Regions from separate parts of the Mus musculus genome. Here regions 1, 2, 4, 5 and 6 are each linked to region 3. Evidence: chromatin contacts called from public HiCAR-type, HiChIP or PLAC-seq and Micro-C data. All regions are on one chromosome and are shown on one strand. The core of a region is the stretch at or near the end of the contact, and the rest is flanking DNA. Distances in the headings are between cores, read along the strand shown. Region 1 overlaps Cog5 (component of oligomeric golgi complex 5). Region 2 overlaps Cog5 (component of oligomeric golgi complex 5). Region 3 holds the start of Cbll1 (Casitas B-lineage lymphoma-like 1). Region 4 overlaps Cog5 (component of oligomeric golgi complex 5). Region 5 holds the start of Fam110c (family with sequence similarity 110, member C). Region 6 overlaps Cog5 (component of oligomeric golgi complex 5).

Region 1 (2,895 bases), core at 389-2,888, 300 kb before region 3:
AAGATCTGTCCCCAAAGACCTAGAATTCGCAGAAGTTTGTTTATCTGCAAAGTTCGTTCCATGTTTTGAGATATTTACCTGTCCACAAGCAGCACAGATGTGATCCATAAGTTTTTCCATATTGGTCCAGAGGGAAGCCCGAAAACCTGCTGTGCTTCCTGGAGTTGGCATGGCGGCTCGCCCAGGGCCTCCTGGTTAAGCGTAAGACATATGGGAGAAAAAGAAAGTTCCCAGTTATAACAGCATGTGCATTGTTCTAAAAGCACAGAAAAGACAAAAACCAAGAAACCCCTTCTCTCTTAAATAGCTTCTTATGTACAACATAAAAACAATCTATGTTTGTAGTAAGAAAAGTAAATATCACATAATCATGTGGGACTATGATCACAAAATAAAATGAAGATAGTTTCCTTAAAATGGAAAGAGGATAAAATGTTTTACATATTCAAAATTAATTTTACAAGAATAACAAGGACAAGCCCCCAAACTGAATTCAGTTAATATACTCAATAAAATTATCTGGGTATCAAATTAACAACATGCTGCAAACAGCTCAAATAATTTTAAGTCACAGAACACTTACTTTGGTAGTGTACAGACATGCTATGGGCAAACAACTGCAAGGAAATTATGAACACAACAGGTTTGCCACACACGGAGTCTGGCGTAGCAGCCTTGCAGCTAGTCTAGATACATCTGCAAAAGCAGCAACAGAGCTTTGCTTATAGCATCCAAGTTGTTATTTCTACAGCATTCCTCCTAAACTCAACCAATCAAACCAGAGCTCACTGTTAAAAAACAGATTTCACAACTAGAATATGAAAATATGCAAAACCACTATCTACTGTGCCAAATTATTTATCAAAGCCACAACAGCAAAAAGCAAAACAAACAAACAAACAAACAAACAAAAACAAAACCCTATGGACTTGACTGGAGTGGGGCTGGTGCTAGACCACAAGCCTGCCACTCACATGGAGGTGCTGTCACTTCAAAGGCCTGTGGCGGTCTGTAGCACACAGGCCTGTAGCTCTCCTGCTCTCTGGGTCAGAGCTAAGAAGCTATGATGAGCTATGTTTTGGAGCAACTCTATAGCTGAAACAGCTTATGGTCCTACCCAGTACTTGGCTCCTGTCATGTACACCATGCAGAAGAAAATGATGTAATATGTAACTTCCTACAATTAATTCCCTGAAAGATCAAAAAGTCAAAATTTCCCACTGTGTTCAGGGGATTCCTCTGAAACCTAGTGCCCTTCCACGCTTTCCAAGTAAACTGCCTCTCCCACTCGGTTTTCTTTTTTTTTTTTTTTTTTTTTTTTAGATTTATTTATTTATTATATGTAAGTACACTGTAGCTGTCTTCAGACACTCCAGAAGAGGGCGTCAGATCTTGTTACAGATGGTTGTGAGCCACCATGTGGTTGCTGGGATTTGAACTCTAGACCTTTGGAAGAACAGTCGGGTGCTCTTACCCACTGAGCCATCTCACCAGCCCCCCACTCGGTTTTCTTTAAGCTAACTTTCCTAGTGTCCTCATAATGGTCCTGATTTCACTCCCATTTCAAGATTGGATCCTAGCTCACAAGGTGCTTGTTAGTCTCAGAGTCACAGGACAAATGGCTGAGGTGGCTATTAACATACCAAAGCAGAGGCCTACCAGCCATCCCAGCACTTCTCATCCCACCCCTACCCCAAAACTCTTCCTCCCAGGGGTTGGGTTTCCATCCCCCCACCCCCCACCCCACCCCAGCCTGACCCCTATGTAACTCAGCCATTTTGGCTACTCTGGTCTCTTGGCCTCTGGGCTCAGACCATGTCTAGGTTGGTGGTTGTCTCTTCTCTTGCTCTCTCCCTCCCTCCCTCCCTCCCTCCCTCCCTCCCTCCCTCCCTCCCTCCCTCTATCCTCTCATGGGCTGAGTTAGTCTGCCGGCCATGGCCCTGTTCAGCCTGGACTGTTCCCTCAGCTGCTTTCCCTGTGTCTACAATAGAAATCTTCCCCATCCTTCACAGGTGGCCATTGGCTTTTCATTCAGTCTTGAGGCTTTCTTGCTTAATGAAGCTCATTCCTAAAGGACAGTTGGCTTTATGGCCCCTCCTTTCCCAAACCAGTTGTTCTCCATCTCTTTGTTATAAGTTTCCTCAAAACAAGTTGGGGAAAAAAGTCAGGCCATCTAAAATAATACTAGTAACAACGGATTTTACAACTGATCAAAAAATAAGCCATGAATAAATAAGGAGAAACATGCATTTTAAAAGGAAAAGGGGGCGGCAAAATGACTCAGAAGGTAAAGATGCTTGCAGCCAAGCATGGCAAACTAAGTTTAAGTCCTAAGCCTCACAGAGAATCACTTCCATGCAGGTAGCATGGCATTCATGTACTCACATACACACAGAAAGAAATAAAGCATAATTAAAAATAAAATAAAAGCCACCACAAGGCAAAGAGAGGCCATGAAAGCAGAGTGGGGCGGTGCAACTCTTGTGGAGCTCACACCCTACTAATACATAGGCCAGCAGCAGTACCAGTCTTGGGCGTCCTCTCTCCTTTTCAAATAATAAGGCAGTTAAATTATTAAGTGCATGTCCTGCTTTGCTCTGCTGTATTATGTTGAAAACTTAAAAAATTTTTTAACCTTTACTGAAGTTCAAAGGAGTTAGTCTTGAGACTCAGAAGAGACTTCCAAATTGGACTTGAAGGAAACACTGAACTGTTATGACTATGAGAACACTTAGACACTTTGCTGTGTGTGATGGGTGTGACCTTTGGGGAACAGAAGGGGGTTGTTATAATCTGATTGCCCCTCAAAGGGTCATGTCCTGAAAGCTTAAGGCCCCCGCTGGTAGCACTACTAGAAATGAGTGTAAACTTAACAAAGTAGGTCTAATTAAAAGT
Region 2 (3,068 bases), core at 350-2,849, 260 kb before region 3:
TTTGAGCTGATACAGCACGGTCACAGGGGGCTACTTCTAGATATAACAGAAATAGGCAGCACTGCTAACACTCTGACTACTAGGCAGTACTAAATGAAACAGAATTTACACCAGTACATGCTGAATTTCCTCCACTGGCATAATATACAAGATTAAGTTGATCTACTTGAGTTTAATGTATTTTTAGCATCTCCTTAGAAGGGAAATTTGATGAAATGAGTGCTATTACTGGGAATCTACCTTTATTTAAATTGTGAAGATTAATAAATTACAAAAAAAAATCCAACCAAAGCCCAGACACACATATTAAGAGCATAAATAGTAATAATGAACATAAAGGCTTTATTTTAAATAATATCCAGTTTGCTAAATATTTTAAGGTACTAAGAAATGAATTCTGCCTTCTTCCACCATTGTCAGGTTTCAAGGATTGCTGCTTGTGTTTTCTCACTGGTTCCCTAATTTCTTTGTATTCTTTAGCTTTCAATCTGAAGTAGAATTCAAGAAAAAAATATAAAGGTAAGGTAAGTGGACTAAAAAAACCCTATACTTTCAATCAGTGATTTTGTAACTGTTGGTAAATAATATTAAAAAGGAAAAAGTGAATATAACTGGGTATAAAGTATTTATTACAATGTTAATTATGAAATTTACATACATATGCACCATGTACAAGTGAAATGTACATGCATATTTGCAAATACATATGTGAACATTTTAAAGTAAAAGCAATTTGGAGTTATCATAAAAATGTTCCAAACAAGTATCTTTATGGCCAAAATATTGCATTTGGATATATTTAACATGTGCTTGTGTGTGAGTATATTAGTGAACACGTACAGAAATGCTCCTGTAGCATTATTGAGAACAAAACTGAAAGCCTACACCATCAACATAACAAATACATAAAAGCATAATATCGCCATTTAAAAACAGTACTATGGACAAAACATTTGCTTAAAAATAAAACATTCCTTATAGGGCCTTAAATAAAGATTTCAAAGAATACATACATCAAGGATTGGTTGAGAGTCTGCACAAGTTAACAATATATTATTTGACACGTGAGCATCTCAAAAGAAACAGATGGATAACATAATGTGTTTCTAGTAAGACATTCATAAATTTGGTAGGCAGTTTTAAATGTTACACATTCAAAAACATAAAAAAGTGTTTTGGCATTTTAATACTTTTCCTTTAAGTATTATAACTTTATTAGATAAGTACACTCAAGTTATTAGAACTTAATTTCAAATGTTCAAAAACCAAAGGCTGAATCCATTCAGCCAAGACGTAGATAAGAGCAGCACACCTAGAGGAAGGTGTGCAGGCCCAGCTGGCATCCTCCGAGTCCCTCACACTGTAGAAGGGGAGTCTATCTTCCAAAGGAAGGTGCAATGCAAAGGGTATTAACTGCCAACAAGATAAAGCCTTTATAAATACCAAGCTCATCAAGAAATGTTCTGAGGTCTCAGAACTAGTTTAAAAAAGAAAATAAAAAAGAAATTACATAACACCATGATACAGAGGCAAGCACTGAGAAGAGAATAGGGGGATTTGCACGGGTATGACTGAATCCCCAACACTCTCAACCAGCACCAAAATAGCACAGAGCCTCCCCTGGGTGTTTATGTGAGAAAAAAGCAGAGGAATAAAAACTGACACAGAGACTGGGCAGCTGGCTATAGTCACCAATCAACAAAAGTCGCTTCCTCCCACACATTTACTTTTCAAAGAGCATCATTCAAATGCATGCCTCAGAAAAAGCACAAGCAATCTTCAGATGATCTGAAATACATACAATATATGTATTTCTCTTCTACAGTGAACCTCTTTTAAAAAACAAAACAAACAAAACAAACAAAAAACCCATACCTGTCTAGTCAGGATTTCTATTGCTGCAGCAAAACACCATGACAAAAATTAAAAAAAAAAAAAAAAAACCAAGCTGGGGAGGAAAGGGTTTTATTCAGCTTACACTTCCTCCTTGCTGTTTATCATCAAAGGAAGTCAGACAGGAACTCAAACAGTACAAGAACCTGAAAGCATGAGCTGATGCAGAGGCTATGGAGGGGTGCTATTTACTGGTTTGCTTCTCATGGCTTACTTAGTCTGCTTTCTTACAGAACTACCAGCCCAGGGATGGCACCACCCACAATGAGCTGGGCCATCCCCCACTGATTGAAGCTGGATCTCACACAGGCATTTCCTAATTGAGGCTTCTTCCTCTCTGATGACTCTTGTTTGTGTCAATTTAACACACAAAACCAACCAATACCTGTGTGTTATTTTGTTGTTTATTTACAGCTACACATATTTACTTTTGATGGTGGTTTTAGTTGAAGACTGAACCTAAAGACTCAGCATGCATTTCACCACTGAACTATGTCTCCATTTTCATACATAAAATGTTAAGGATCTAGAATTGCTTCTGTCAAAAAGTTACAAAGATGAAATTGTTTGTTTCACAGAGGATGTACCAAAGCAAAACCCATTCAAAGAAGCATTTTAAGCTATTTGATATAAATTATCAAACAACTTACACTTTGACAAATTACCTAAGTAGCCTAAAACAAACAAACAAACAAACAAACAAACAAAAAACCAACCCAACCTATCATACTGAACTAGGAATTAGAATATCTGGACTGTGATACCAGTTGACTACATGACCATAGGAAACTCATTACCCTTTCTGAGACTCTAAGGTAAAGAATAAATCACCTATGTTCATAAGATGGCTTGATGGCTATTGAGATATATGAAGTATACTTCCTAACTCTAAAAACTGCATCGGTGCTGGGGAGATAACTCAGAGGGTGAAGCACCTACACAGGCACGGGGACCTGAATTCAAATCCTTCAGACCTTGTACGTAAAGCTGAAGCCAGGAGCACACATCTGTAACCCCAACACTCTTTCACAGGGAGACAGGAAACAGAGACAGCCGGATCCCCAGAAATTCACAGCTCAACTAGATTGTAAAGGAATTTTCTTTAAAAAAAAAAAAAAAAAAAGATACTGTCTCAAACAAGTTGGAAAGTAAGGGCCAACAACCAAGGTTATCCT
Region 3 (2,849 bases), core at 134-2,633:
ATTTTTAACAACAACAAAACCAAAAGGATATCGACTTAGAAATGTCCTTATTTGAGTGTACCTACAACCTTGTTTGTAAAGCCGCAATGAGTGGGAGTCTTGGAAAAGACCACAATTAAGACAATCACTAAATAACATGGTATACTTACACTAGGATCACTGCAGTGTTAGTCACCGTTGTTACTGTGCAACGCACACAACACATTGCTACACATACTTGATTCAGAATTGAGTACTGTGAAAATATTTTTAAGAAAGGCCAACATAATAATGTTTTATTGATCTAGGAACTCTGGCACTGAAAGCGTGAACAACCCAAGGTAACGATGTCGTCACCAAGGGACAAGCATAGAGCCCAAATCCCTTGACTCCTAGGCTGATGTTTTCCACTAATTGTGTTCCTTTCTACTCATACGAGAGCTTCAAGTGTGAAGGGCTGGGGAAGGCAGAAGACCTATTATGAGCCAAATCGAGGTGGGGGGTGCTCTGAAGGTCTTCAGCAGTCGCCGTTGACACTCTTCTTTGTTTTGGCTGAGCAAGATGAAAGCGGCAACCACAGACCCCAGGGACCAAGAACTGGAACTAGGTACCGCCTGTTGTGGTAACTCTCTTTTCTTCAGTCGGGGCCTGCCCTTTCTCATCTCTTCCTTCTAGTCAAGCTCTAACGCTCTCCCTCCGACTCCATCGGTCCCTATCTTCCCTCCTTCACCCCCTTTGCACACAACTGCTTTGTATTTTCGTTGAACGGGGACCTCCTGGTGCTCCCTCCAGCTTTAGCAGGGATTCCAGGAGCCTGGTGGTGTTCTCTAGAGCCATGGGCTAGTTAGCATTGTAACACGCGATTCAGTTGAGAAACTACGGTGGGAGCCAGGGCAAACGCGCGTGTCGAGTGGGCGTTGGGGTTCCTCAGGACAAAGCACAATTAGACAATGAGGACCTTGCCTCCCTCCCGGACGCCTAACACAGCTTCCCTCGGGCACCCACGGAGCGTGCGTGTTTACACTTCTCTACACCCGGCGGCGGATCCGGGGGGCATTCCAAACCGTTACTCCGCCCGCTGGGGTGGGACCAGCCCAACGGCTGAGACTGCGCTCTGGGCGGACTACAAATCCCAGAAGGCCTCGCGCCGCAGGGGGGCGGGCGGCGGCTTACCTGCCTGCCGCGCTTCCCTTTGGTTCCTATTGCTTTCTCACTGCGAGAAGTATCATTCCTACAGCTGAGGGCTGCCTCTGGGGAGAACTAGCAGCCTCGACACCAAAACCCTCGTGTTCCCCCTCTTCCCGCCTCAGTCCTGGCTATGTCTGACTCCTTCGCCGGAGTCGGGTGCTACGGCTAGGGAGGGAAGCCCGTGAGAGCAGTTCGGGCGCACTTCCGCCTCTGCGCTCCGGAAGGTAGGGCGCAGGCGCTTACTGCGACTCCGGAGCGACTGACTTCCGTTCCCACTGTGCCCCGCGAGCCGAATCATGGATCACACTGGTAAGGAGGCGGAGGCAGCGGGGGTCCTAGTTTCTTGCCCCCGTGGCTCGTGTGGGACTGGTCGCCCAGCAGGCACAAGGGGCTATGCTCGCCCCACTGCGCCGGGACGTGGCGGAGAGGAAGCAAGCTCAGACCCGGTCCCGGGCTGAGTCTGCTGCTTCCCGGCCTACCCTCCGGAGCGGTGCCTCCATCCTGGAGACCGGCAGCACGGCTCCTTTGGTGCCGCTGAGCTCGTTTCGGGACCCTCCTCCGCGCAGACTTGTTGGAAAGGGAGGGTCCCAGTTTTGTTTTTGTTTTTGTTCTCATTCCGGTTGCTTTGCACTTTTGCTGGGGAAATAGGCGGGCGTTTTCCACTCTCGGAATTGGAGAAGCGTCCGGACTCTGGGCGAGAGTGGGTTGGAGACTTCCTGCTGCCTCTCGGCTTCGGGCGGCTGCTGCAGTGGTCACCGCCTGTGGTTATTGTCTTGTTGGCTTTTCGCGGACTAGTGGTTAGAGAAGAGAGTCGGATATAGTTTTCGAAGTTATAAGCGGAGCATCTTTTCTACCGGAACTCAAAGCATGCCCGGTCCTTCGGCCGTGGTCCTTTCGCATCTTTTGGGGACATCGCATATTACGAGTAGCTTCAAACCTCATTTCTGCTGGCTTCGTTTTCTTGGTTTTAGTTTTAGCACTTGGCTTTGAGTGCTTCAGACAGTTTTATCGCCAAGCAGGAGGAAAGGCTTTTTCTTTAGGAATTGACTGAGTGCGCCCAGTCTTCAAACACTAAGTTATATAATTGCATGCAGATACTTGTAGGCTTGGAGATAGAATGGTGGAATGGTAAACAATAAGACTACGTTCTTGTCTTCGAGTTTTCATTCTGTCAAAGGAGACAAGCAGATTGGTTTCTTCTTTAACAGCTGTTTACAATTTGTGGTGAGAACTTTTAGAAACAGGTGCTTGCCGGGCAGTGGTGGCGCACGCCTTTGATCTCAGCACTTGGGAGGCAGAGGCAGGCGAATTTCTAAGTTTGAGGCAAGCCTGGTCTACAGAGTGAGTTCCAGGACAGCCAGGACTACACAGAGAAACCCTGTCTCGAAAAACCAAAAAAAAAAAAAAAAGAAAAGAAAAGAAAAGAGAGAGAAATGAATGCCCATGGAGTAGGAAGTTTCAGAGTGCCAGGGAAAGGTGTTTTTGGAATGGTAGGAAGGTATAGAGAGGACCAAATGTCGGTAGACTAGTTAGCTTTAAGTTGAGAAGGAGAACACAAATTACCTTTTTCAGGACTTTGAAAATCATGATAAAGGGTTTAAGTGGCTATGAAGCAACAATTTTGACTCTTCTATGGAGAATGGTGTAGGAGAGGAACAACAGAAGTAAGTATAAATCATCTA
Region 4 (3,164 bases), core at 348-2,847, 400 kb before region 3:
TGTTGACTAGAAATGGGCAAGGTAAGGCGCACACATGGTCCCTGTCAACAATCCTGGCTCCCTACACGGCTATGACAATGGCTTGATGATGTGAGAGAGCACAGCCTTCATCGGGAGGGCATACTACTGCCTAGTTTTCAAGACTGAGCCAGTTTTCAGAAACACATTTGGTCAGTGTGTGTAAAAGCCTTCCATGCAGCATGCTGGACTCACAGCATTGTTATACATGTTTACTATTAAGATCTTTCCAGCCTATAGGGTTGGCCACATTTTTAGTGTGAATATTTTCTATGGGTTATTATGTGAAAAATCTGGAAATCTACAGAATAAATAGCCATATGAGCACCACCGGTGACCTTATATTTTAGCATCTACTACTGAAGTCATTAAGCTGTGTGATGTTTTCAGAACCAAGTGTTTCATAGTGGAAAGATCAACTTCATTAAGTTGATATATTTTAGATTATGCATATGAACTAGCTCACTATCCCTCCTTTTGAGCTGGTCTGCAGGAAGCTCAACCCAAGACCTGGTGGTCAGCTGCATCTGCCTGAGCTCCCTCACCCATTCCCCAATCTCACCACTGAGCTGTTTTAGTCAATAGCTGTGTATGTTTATATTATATTCTATACTTTTCAAACTAGATTGAATTGAAAATGTACATGAACAGCTGGGCCTAGTGGTGCATACTTTTAATCCCAGCACTCTGGAGGCAGAGGGAGGTAGACAGAGATCCTGAGTTATAGGCTAGCCTGATCTACAAAGTGAATTCTAGGACAGCCAGGGCTCTGTTACACAGAGAAACCTTGCCACCCACCCCGCCACCCCCGAAAAAAACAAAACCAGAAAAGAACAAAAATGTACATGAATAAAATTTTCAGAAAAAAAAAACCCATGCCTGTATTAGAATGCATTTCCTAGTGTTTCTGCTTAATATGCTTCTGCAAGAATAGGAAGTTAGAAAGCACACATCAGCTCAACCTGTGAATTAAAATTCAACAGAGAAAAACATACATTTCCACTATGGTATTAGCTACCGTATATAATGCTAGATGGTTCTCTGATTTAAACAATAACTTCTAAGATGATCCATCTCATAGTGGAATTGTTAGAATATAAAATGAATGTTGACAATGTTGTAAAGCTTAACCCAAATAGGAGGAAAGGACTGACCTGCTAGTAAGATGATTCGCTTACAATAATAAAGAGTAAGGTCTCACCTAAATGACCTCAGCATCCGATAGGACTTTCCCAGATCCGACACTCGCCTGCAAAGGGGGCCCACAGCCAACTCCATCTAAAACATGAAAAGACAGTCCATAGCTTTATATGTCTGACTCTGAAGGCTGGACCTGTCACATGATCTGTATTTGTCAGTTTTTCCTGAAATGAACAATGAAGAGAAGAGTGAGTTATCTGGGCTCATAGCTTCTGAGGTTCAGTCCATCATGAAGGCACGGAGGGGCAGAACAGCTCATCAGGTGGTGGCCAGCAAACAGAGAATGCCGGTGCTGCTGGCATGCTTCCTTCCCTCTCAGCTCCAGCCCAGCTGAGGATGGCTGGACCTAGCTCAGGGCAGGCTCCTCCCTCAGGAAACCCTCTCTAGAAACCCTCCTGTGCTTTACTGAGCTCCTAGGACATTTGCAAGCCAATCAACTCACAGATTAGCCATGACTTTACCTCAATCCAGAGAAGTTGTGATCTTTATAAACTTAATGTTAACTGCTATGAAACAAGTTCAGGAAGCCACTTACGTTTATTAAAAGGTAAAGACTTTAATGACGTTTACATTTCTTACTAAAGAGGCCCAAGATGAGATATTTTGATGTTGCTAAGTAAGAGAAGTAGTTCAAATTCTGTCTGTGATGGTTTGAATATGGTTGGCCCAGGGAGTGGCACTATTAAAACCTGTGATCGCCGGGCGTGGTGGCGCACACCTTTAATCCCAGCACTTGGGAGGCAGAGGCAGGCGGATTTCTGAGTTCGAGGCCAGCCTGGTCTACAAAGTGAGTTCCAGGACAGCCAGGGCTACACAGAGAAACCCTGTCTCGAAAAAATAAATAAATAAATAAATAAATAAATAAATAAATAAATAAATGGCAGACTCTGAATTGGTCAGTCTAAATTCTTTATAAAAAAAAATAAAAAAAAATAAATAAATAAAACCTGTGATCTTGTTGGAGTAGGTGTGGCCTTGGAGTAGATGTGTCACTGTGGGTGTGTGCTTTAAGACTCTCATCCTAGCTGCCTAGATGCCAGTCTTCCACTAGCCGCCTTCAGATGAAGTTGTAGAACTCTCAGCTCCGCCTGCACCATGCCTGCCTGGATGCTGCCATGCTTCCCACAGTGAAGATAATGACTGAACCTCTGAACCTGTAAGCTAGCTCCAAATATATGTTGTCCTTTATAAGACTTACCTTGGTCATGGTGTCTGTTCACAGCAGTGAAACCCTATCTAAGACACTGTCTTAGTTGAAATATCGAGAAAAAAAGCTTTCTAGACTATGCTCTGTATTCTATATAGGCACTGCAAGTCTCCAAAGTCAGTAGAACCAATGACGATTCTTACCAGTCAGTATGGTCCAAGTGACTATAAAGTTTAGCTCTCAAGATTTCAGTGCCATGTAAGTGGCAGAATTCTAAACTATAGTCACTATAAGGTGACCTAGTCTTAGCTCAGTCGTAAGTCAGGTGGAGATGATAATACGTGCTTGGTATAATTACAGAAGCTACATGTATAGACTCTGCTTGCATGACACAGAAGTACTCAGTGCTAAGCTGGTGCTGACACATGGCTCAGGGGTTAAGGACTCTTGAAGAGGAGCAGGGTTTAGTTCTCAGCACCCACATGGTGGCTCACAACTGCTTGTAACTCCACTGCCAGGGATCTGGTGACCCCTTCTGTGTTCCTTCCGCAGACACGCAGATGGAGCATATATATACATGAAGGCAAATGCTCAAACACATAAAACGAAAACAAAATAGGTCTTTAAAAGTTCTAAAATTATCAGTATTTAATTTTTTCTTATTTAAACTATTAATATAATTAATATATTATTAATTATAATTAATATAATCTGTCCCCATGCAAGAAATTAGCAAATGTTGGTTTCACTTCCTTTTATTTTCCTGCTTTGACTGGAAACTCTACTTGACATTAATGGC
Region 5 (3,225 bases), core at 451-2,950, 430 kb after region 3:
GTCCTGAGGACATCAGGAAGACCCAGCAGGAGACAGTCCAGGTGCGTAGCGGCCTAAAGCTCAGAAGCTACCTACTTTCAAAACGGGAAATGGCCGCAGTGTAAAACTGCAGCCAGGAAGTATTTTTGTACTTCAGGTTTCTTCCATTTTAACTACAATAAGGCGGCAGGGAGAGAGTTAACTTAATGACCTTTCCGGGCACTCAGATTCAACACTAGGAGGGCACATGGGTGCCTTCATTCCGTAGGAGCTATACATTAACCATGAGCTGCGATTGGCCAGCACCCAGCTTAGCCAGCAGCACGCATAAACACAAACCCCACCTTCCAGCTTCCTGGCACTCACCTGGATCAGATGTCAATCAGGCAGGTCCCTGTAATTTCTGGCTGGGGGTTTCTTTGGCCTTCTTGCAGGTAAACAGCCACTTTATGATACGGGCGTTCCTTTCTACTACCGAGGTGGTGCTAGGCACCTGCTCCAGGAGTTCCTCTTCTTGCAACCCGTCCTCGCTGTGCCTGGAAAAGCTACTATCAGAAGCAGCCATGCTCACGCTACGCACTTTGAGTGTAACACAGTCGGATCCAGCAGAAAAGTTCTCCCTCCCGAGAGCCTCCACTACGTCAGGGTCCAGGCCACAATACTTGAAGAAGGTGTCGGACTCAGCCTTGGCTATCGAGTAGCGGGAGCTGAGATCTGACTGAGAGCGCTGCAATCCTTTGCTACGCGACACCCGCAGCTGCACACCGGAGCATCCGACAGGAACCCTGGGAGCCACTTCAAAAGGCAAGGCTGGGGACTTCACAGCTACTACAGGGGTTGGAGGTGGTAACATAGAGGCTGGTCTGGTGGCTGCTGCCTGGCTCGACTTAGTCCAAGTGGCCTCTGTTTCCTTCGTCGTCTTATCTTCATTCGCCACCCTGGTCTTCTCAGCTGGGGACTTCACGGCTACAACAGGGGTTGGAGGTGGTAACATAGAGGCTGGTCTGGCGGCTGCTGCCTGGCTCGACTTAGTCCAAGTGGCCTCTGTTTCCTTCGTCGTCTTATCTTCATTCGCCACCCTGGTCTTCTCAGCTGGGGACTTCACGGCTACAACAGGGGTTGGAGGTGGTAACATAGAGGCTGGTCTGGCGGCTGCTGCCTGGCTCGACTTAGTCCAAGTGGCCTCTGTTTCCTTCGTCGTCTTATCCTCATCCGCCACCCTGGTCGTCTCAGGGGCCACTGCCATTTTGTCCTTGCCAGACCCCTGGAAAAACTTCTTCATCAGTCCCACTCTGGAACAGTCTGCATCTGACCCTCGTACGAATTCACATTTCTGCCGATAGATGACCAACGAATCAGGTCTCAGAGGCTTTCGAGCGATAGCCCTGCGTGCTACAGGAGCTGGGGCAAGAGCCGAAGGGATCGGGTTGCGGTGCTGCACCCCTGGGGCCTCAGGGACCCTGTGTTCAGATACAGGACCCCGGCTAGATCCCAGCGTGCTGCGAACATACTTGGCGCGGTCCGCTGCCAGTCTCTCCACAGCGCTCTTGTTCGCTGGCCGCGGGGTGAGAGTGTCCTCCGCTGCCCTGGGGTCCCCGAGAGGTGGCCGCATTCTAGCAAGCGAGTCCAGGGTCGGCAGGGCGCGCATTCTTGCAGGACTCGAACCCACCAGGCTGGTGTCCAGTAGAGACTACTTAAGTTCCGGCGCCACCCTGCCCGAGTCCGTTCCGAAGTCCGCAAGGGGTGGGGAAACACGCCCTACGGCCCCTCCGCCCAGATCCGGAGTTGGGGCGAGCCAGAGTGGCTGGGAAAGGTGAATCATTCCGGCGCCAGCTGGCTCCTCCCACCCAGGACTTGAACCTCCTACACCTGCTGTCCCCGCCCCTTACCTTTTGGTTTCCCGGGCACGAACCCACAACCCCACCCCCAGCCTCCTGTCAGGTGCCCTATCTCTTGTTTCCTACTTACTACATCCAAACATCCCTTGTCTCCAGCCAATACTCGCAAATCTTCTCCTCTGTCTTACCGTCCCCCGACCCCACACTCCCTCTTCTGGAAGGTGGGGAAGTTTCACAAGGTGAGGCTGCGAGGGACCAAGCCTGCTTGCTCAGCGCCAGGCATCTCAGGCTTCCTTCTAGCTTTCAGAGTCTTTGAGGTCTTTCTTTACTGGGGGCTCAAGAGTCCAGAGATAAGGGTCAGAAAGAAGCGCTCCGCCCAGCCCCCCCGCATCCACCTTTACACATACACACAAACAATATGTCCTTTTAATTCTTAAAGTGACCTCATTACATTTGGAAATTTTCCGTTTTATTTCTGTAGTTTTTTTTGTACGATTTGGAGGAAATAGGGTACGAAAGAAAACATTTACCATGTCAAGATTAGTGTGGGCTGACAGAACCCAAGAACCACCTGAGACCCGACTTAAATCCACAAGTCATTGGCTGGTGCCACAAGTCTCATTACCATATTGTTGTTGTTATTATTATTAAGAAAAACCCTAACACCTGTAAGAATCAACCCTGGTGATTAGAAAACCTAGGGCTTGCCAACAAGGGAAATCAGCCCAAGATTGTAGAAAGCTTAAGAAGATATTTCCAAAATTCCATCGATCATAGAGTTGGACAGAAGACTGAAAGTATCTGCCAGACAAGTGAAATGCTCACGTTATCTCCTTTGTGGGGGCGGTCTTGGGTCTTGGGTCGTGCTGACCAGTCCAAGCTGCAGTTAAATGCTCTGGACATACAGTTGCAGGGTTTAGTCCAATTCTTTCTGGAAAAGAGCTTTGAGTGCCATTGTACCACAGGAGGGGTAGAGAAGCCTTCCTAAAAAGAGAGGCGCATAGCAAGTGTGTTTAGTGAGCCACGGGAGAACCACGTGGGGACCCAAGTCAGCCGAAAGTCAGAAAGTCAGACTGTCCACATAGTCTGGTTGGAAATGAGGAAATGAGATACCTTTTTTTTTTCCTTGTTGGAAATTGGGTCGGTACTCAATAACTTATGAGGGTCAGAGAGAAATAAAGAGAATATAAGACAGAAGACCCAGAGAATGAGTACCTAGAATGGGTTACTTTCTCCCATGGAGTCAAGAAGGCCTACACACCACGTCTGGCATCTATGTCAGAGGAAGCAGCCCTCCCACTTGAGGGAATCCTTGTTGTGACTCCTGGCAAAGGCAGCTATGAAGGGACTGTAAGCACCTATGCCCTTCTTATGTCTGAACTTGGCATCACCATCACTAATCACTTAT
Region 6 (3,175 bases), core at 438-2,937, 340 kb before region 3:
CTCGTTAAGGTGAGAAGCAAACAGTCAAGACTTTATCATGTCCAAGTATATGGTGGCAGGTCTAGGGCAGCAGAAACACTGTATAGGTACATTCACAGCTGCAGATATGCACATAAGTATTACATTTGTAAACTGCCCTCTTCAAATTTGTAGACTAAAAAACGCTTAAGCAATCCTACCACATGGTTCTAGATTGCCCAGCCACTGCTTTTGCTCCTCAAAATGTCCATCATAATGTTATAACAACTGACCAACTACGACAGAGTGTGAGGTCTGACCTGTGATCTTCAGAAGCCAACAGCATAGCTGCACTTGTCTGTTTCTGTCAGAAGGGTCTCTGTCAAACGCCTTCCCTTTTGAGATAAAAGCTGTCACATTCACTTGAAAGCCTAAATTGCTAAACATAGCAGGAGAATCAGAAGTATTAGGCCTGTTCCTGCCATAAAGTGATTTCTGGGTTAAAACCTCTAGGTATGTCTCAGTTTTTACAGTTTGTATGATTATTATAATTTGTTTCCCCATGGAATACTAAGAAGTTAGAGGAGTAAAAGGCCTAGGGATAGTTCCATCTTGCTAAGATACATAACAAATATGAGAGATGACTTCTACACTATATATATATATACTATGTATATCTATACACTATGTGTGTCTAAGTGGCTTTATTAATTAGAATCTCAAGCATTATGAGCACTTACTCCAAAACTTAATTGAACCCTAATCACTAGACTGGTTTGAGGTAAATTTAAAATGCACTGCCACTAGGAAACCTGGCAGGCAGGCAGCCTAGGAGGCCATTCCATCAGCAAGGCGTACCTTGTTATAGTCTTAGTGATTCCATCGAGCTCATCAGAGGAAGGAGGATTACGTCCTCCCGGAGGAAAAACCAAGTTGATGGGATCGAAGAGGCGTGATAGGGATTTTGAGAGATAAGCAGCCTCATATGGTTGCAGTGAATCTTTCAAAGCCTTTTCTGGACTGTGAGAACAAAACAAAACAAAACAAAAAATTAAAAAGGTAACTAATAGCTATAAACTGTAGTTGTAACAAGAATTTCTTTTAAAAAGTTATAAGCACATTTACAAGCATGCTTCATAACTGAACACCTACTAAAGATCACATGAGCATTTTAAATGCAAAACTTAGCTATCTAGTGTAGTATGTAGTGTATTGGCAGTCCCCTGAAACTAAAAGAATATTGCAAGAGCCTTTTATTTCTAGCCTGTTTATAGACGATCAAAGCATACCCAAGATGCAGTCAGCAGATTCCTCCCACACTAGCTCAACCTTGTAACTCATAGCTACCATGCTCCATAAAGCCTACAAACTGAGGGCTAGGGTACGGAGGTACCTTCCTTGGATTTCCAGTCTTGGAACACTGCAAGAATGAAGACAAAAGAAAGAAGTATTTGTGACAGTCCTGTAACAGCATACATGTCCTCAAGTGGAATTGCTTTACTAAACTCTTCTTTGCCATTCGCTGATGCTAACCATCTCTGCAGGCTCCTATTTAGCAGGCAATGACTAGATCTTATACTGTTCTTTTAGTTACTAGTAAAGGCCTTTCAGCACTACTAAGAAGTGTTTTACTCCTAGGATTAACTGCCTGTCTCTTCCTAGCTCCTGCTTACAATCCCTTCAGCAACCTTTCCACTCCCTTCTTTTTCCTTAGAGAATAAACCTCCTGTTGAGGTTTGGTCTTGCTATCTATTGTAATGCTAAGTAAGGGCCCCCAAGACCCGGAGTCTGCAAGGAGACCCAGGTGACCCTGCCCCTAATTTATTTTATTTCTGATTGGTTTAAAAAAAAAAACAAAACAAGCTGACAATAGCAAACAGCTGGGCAGAAAAGACAGAGGTGGGGCTTAGGTTTTCAGGGCTCAAGGCTGGAGGAGCCAGGAGGAGGTGGAGGAGGAAAGAAGCCACCATGGGCTAGTTGAGACATAAAAAAATGTTGCCCCAAAGGCTGGCCAACTGGAGTTAAGAGCAGCCCAGATGAAACATAGTAAATAATAACTCAAGATTATCGATAGGAAAGTAGATTTTAATAGCAAAGAGGGTAGTCTGACCGGCCCTTGTGCTGTTTAAGGCTTGTTGTAAATATAAAGGTTGTGTGTGTCTTTTATCCAGGAACTGAATGGTCTTAGGAAGGGTTAGAAACACTGGGTCGGGTTTAAGTAATTTCTACGACGACTTCCCTCCATCTTACAGGTCAACCTTGACAACATCTGACCTGCTCTCTGGGTATAGGCAACAGTCTCTCCTCTCTCTACCTTCCTGTCAACCTGTTACAAACTTACAGGTCAAACTGCTCTTGGCTCCTGAAGCACAATTCTAGTCATGGCTTGACGCTTTCTCCCTCAGTAAGTACTGGTCCCCACACAGATTTCCTGGGAATAGGCAGCGGGCACTTTGATAAGAGCCGAGGGGAGTTTACGTCTAGTGAAGAGCGAGTCAGGTGAAGTTCAAGTACAGAGGTGCCTGGTGACTTCTGAATGTGCCACTCTTTCCTAGCTCCCCTCTCTTCCCTCAAGTATCACTAAGTGTCTGCAGTCTACCAAGTATTTCCTGAACATGGAAATTCTGCAATGCACTGCAATAGCTCCCAATTGCTAGGCCATCTGTTTAACCCCTACATTGTACATTTAGATCTATGATTCACTTCTAGTTCATTTTTCTATACACTGTCACAAAAAAAGGTCCAATTTCATCTTTTTGCATATGACTATTGTTTGAGTACCATTTGTGAATGACTACTCCTCCTGTATTAAATGTTCATTATGTTCCTTTTTAAAATCAAATTAACACAGACAATGCAGCTCTTTCTACATTTCGAATTCTAATTTATCATCATGGCAGTACCAAACCATTACTATTAGAATAGGAGATGTCCCCTACAGACATTGGGAGCTGAGCTGCTAGTAATGGGTTTGGGGAAGCTCCCTAAACTTAACAAATGGACGAAATCCTTGATGGTCTAATCATACAAATGGTATTACTGAGAAAAGGGTAGAAAGTTGGCAGTGGTGCCAAGGGGAAGAAGTAGATCACTGGGAGCAAGCCCCCAGGAGCAACATGCTATCCTCTGCTCCTGGGCGGCTGTGAGGTGAACTATTTCCCTCCACCGTACTCCTCCATGATGTTTTTACTTTGTCAGAAACAAAACACAACACAAC

The links. Hi-C and Micro-C count contacts between places; a contact is called where the count stands out from the background. HiCAR-type assays count read pairs that join an accessible place to other places. HiChIP or PLAC-seq counts read pairs in DNA pulled down with a chosen protein or histone mark.
Region 1: an H3K4me3 HiChIP or PLAC-seq map of embryonic stem cells shows a contact between it and region 3, with 17 read pairs. The contact joins the enhancer-like site here to the promoter of Cbll1 in region 3. A contact is called at or near these places in 14 of 39 promoter capture datasets (the 3T3-L1 cell line, the C10 cell line, the HPC-7 cell line and 10 more), 7 of 484 Hi-C or Micro-C datasets (the NIH/3T3 cell line, cortical neurons and embryonic stem cells), 5 of 115 datasets of contacts at active chromatin or transcription factors (astrocytes, embryonic stem cells and stem cell-derived neural progenitor cells) and 1 of 9 other capture datasets (embryonic stem cells).
Region 2: a HiCAR-type map of embryonic stem cells shows a contact between it and region 3, with 4 times the contacts expected there. The contact joins the enhancer-like site here to the promoter of Cbll1 in region 3. A contact is called at or near these places in 2 of 39 promoter capture datasets (stem cell-derived epiblast-like cells and trophoblast stem cells), 10 of 115 datasets of contacts at active chromatin or transcription factors (the SCID.adh cell line, acute myeloid leukemia, embryonic stem cells and 2 more) and 1 of 9 other capture datasets (adipose tissue).
Region 4: an H3K4me3 HiChIP or PLAC-seq map of embryonic stem cells shows a contact between it and region 3, with 32 read pairs. The contact joins the enhancer-like site here to the promoter of Cbll1 in region 3. A contact is called at or near these places in 6 of 39 promoter capture datasets (HPC-7-derived erythroid cells, cranial neural crest, embryonic stem cells and 3 more), 3 of 15 datasets of contacts at CTCF or cohesin (the NIH/3T3 cell line and stem cell-derived epiblast-like cells), 24 of 484 Hi-C or Micro-C datasets (the AML12 cell line, the HPC-5 cell line, the N1E-115 cell line and 15 more), 34 of 115 datasets of contacts at active chromatin or transcription factors (the 230-238 cell line, the NIH/3T3 cell line, the SCID.adh cell line and 22 more) and 3 of 9 other capture datasets (adipose tissue, liver and pancreatic islet).
Region 5: a contact with region 3 is called in an H3K27ac HiChIP or PLAC-seq map of extraembryonic endoderm stem cells, with 8 times the contacts expected there. The contact joins the promoter of Fam110c here to the promoter of Cbll1 in region 3. A contact is called at or near these places in 1 of 39 promoter capture datasets (cranial neural crest), 6 of 115 datasets of contacts at active chromatin or transcription factors (cardiomyocytes, embryonic stem cells, extraembryonic endoderm stem cells and 2 more) and 1 of 9 other capture datasets (embryonic stem cells).
Region 6: a contact with region 3 is called in a Micro-C map of embryonic stem cells, with 2.4 times the contacts expected there. The contact joins the enhancer-like site here to the promoter of Cbll1 in region 3. A contact is called at or near these places in 5 of 39 promoter capture datasets (the 3T3-L1 cell line, 3T3-L1-derived adipocytes, cranial neural crest and 2 more), 2 of 484 Hi-C or Micro-C datasets (cerebral cortex and embryonic stem cells), 8 of 115 datasets of contacts at active chromatin or transcription factors (the NIH/3T3 cell line, the SCID.adh cell line, acute myeloid leukemia and 3 more) and 1 of 9 other capture datasets (embryonic stem cells).

What each region holds. Positions count from the first base shown.
Region 1 is chr12:31,799,279-31,802,173 of GRCm38.p6, reverse strand. It overlaps Cog5 (component of oligomeric golgi complex 5), which reads right to left. Exons shown (of 23, transcript NM_001163126.1): 9 at 79-191. Among named protein-coding and RNA genes, the nearest start is that of Gpr22, 87 kb to the right of the region's middle. Within about 2 kb of position 1,638, at least 4 of the 459 cell types and tissues checked have an H3K27ac peak or open chromatin away from gene starts, as enhancers often do. A contact at or near this core is called in embryonic stem cells, where this site is marked.
Region 2 is chr12:31,755,117-31,758,184 of GRCm38.p6, reverse strand. All of the region lies in intron 6 of Cog5 (component of oligomeric golgi complex 5), which reads right to left. Among named protein-coding and RNA genes, the nearest start is that of Gpr22, 43 kb to the right of the region's middle. Within about 2 kb of position 1,599, at least 27 of the 459 cell types and tissues checked have an H3K27ac peak or open chromatin away from gene starts, as enhancers often do.
Region 3 is chr12:31,498,150-31,500,998 of GRCm38.p6, reverse strand. It overlaps Cbll1 (Casitas B-lineage lymphoma-like 1), which reads left to right and starts at 1,383. Exons shown (of 6, transcript NM_001253847.1): 1 at 1,383-1,476. The coding sequence starts at 1,464. It overlaps Gm40362 (a long non-coding RNA gene), which reads right to left and starts at 1,379. Exons shown (of 2, transcript XR_872643.3): 1 at 1,153-1,379.
Region 4 is chr12:31,899,029-31,902,192 of GRCm38.p6, reverse strand. Cog5 (component of oligomeric golgi complex 5) reads right to left here. Exons shown (of 23, transcript NM_001163126.1): 19 at 1,220-1,296. Among named protein-coding and RNA genes, the nearest start is that of Hbp1, 50 kb to the left of the region's middle. Within about 2 kb of position 1,597, at least 14 of the 459 cell types and tissues checked have an H3K27ac peak or open chromatin away from gene starts, as enhancers often do. A contact at or near this core is called in differentiating embryonic stem cells, embryonic stem cells and stem cell-derived epiblast-like cells, where this site is marked.
Region 5 is chr12:31,072,443-31,075,667 of GRCm38.p6, reverse strand. It overlaps Fam110c (family with sequence similarity 110, member C), which reads right to left and starts at 1,700. Exons shown (of 2, transcript NM_027828.2): 1 at 346-1,700. The coding sequence starts at 1,627. The coding sequence ends at 362.
Region 6 is chr12:31,834,998-31,838,172 of GRCm38.p6, reverse strand. It overlaps Cog5 (component of oligomeric golgi complex 5), which reads right to left. Exons shown (of 23, transcript NM_001163126.1): 13 at 817-978. Among named protein-coding and RNA genes, the nearest start is that of Hbp1, 110 kb to the left of the region's middle. Within about 2 kb of position 1,687, at least 17 of the 459 cell types and tissues checked have an H3K27ac peak or open chromatin away from gene starts, as enhancers often do. A contact at or near this core is called in embryonic stem cells, where this site is marked.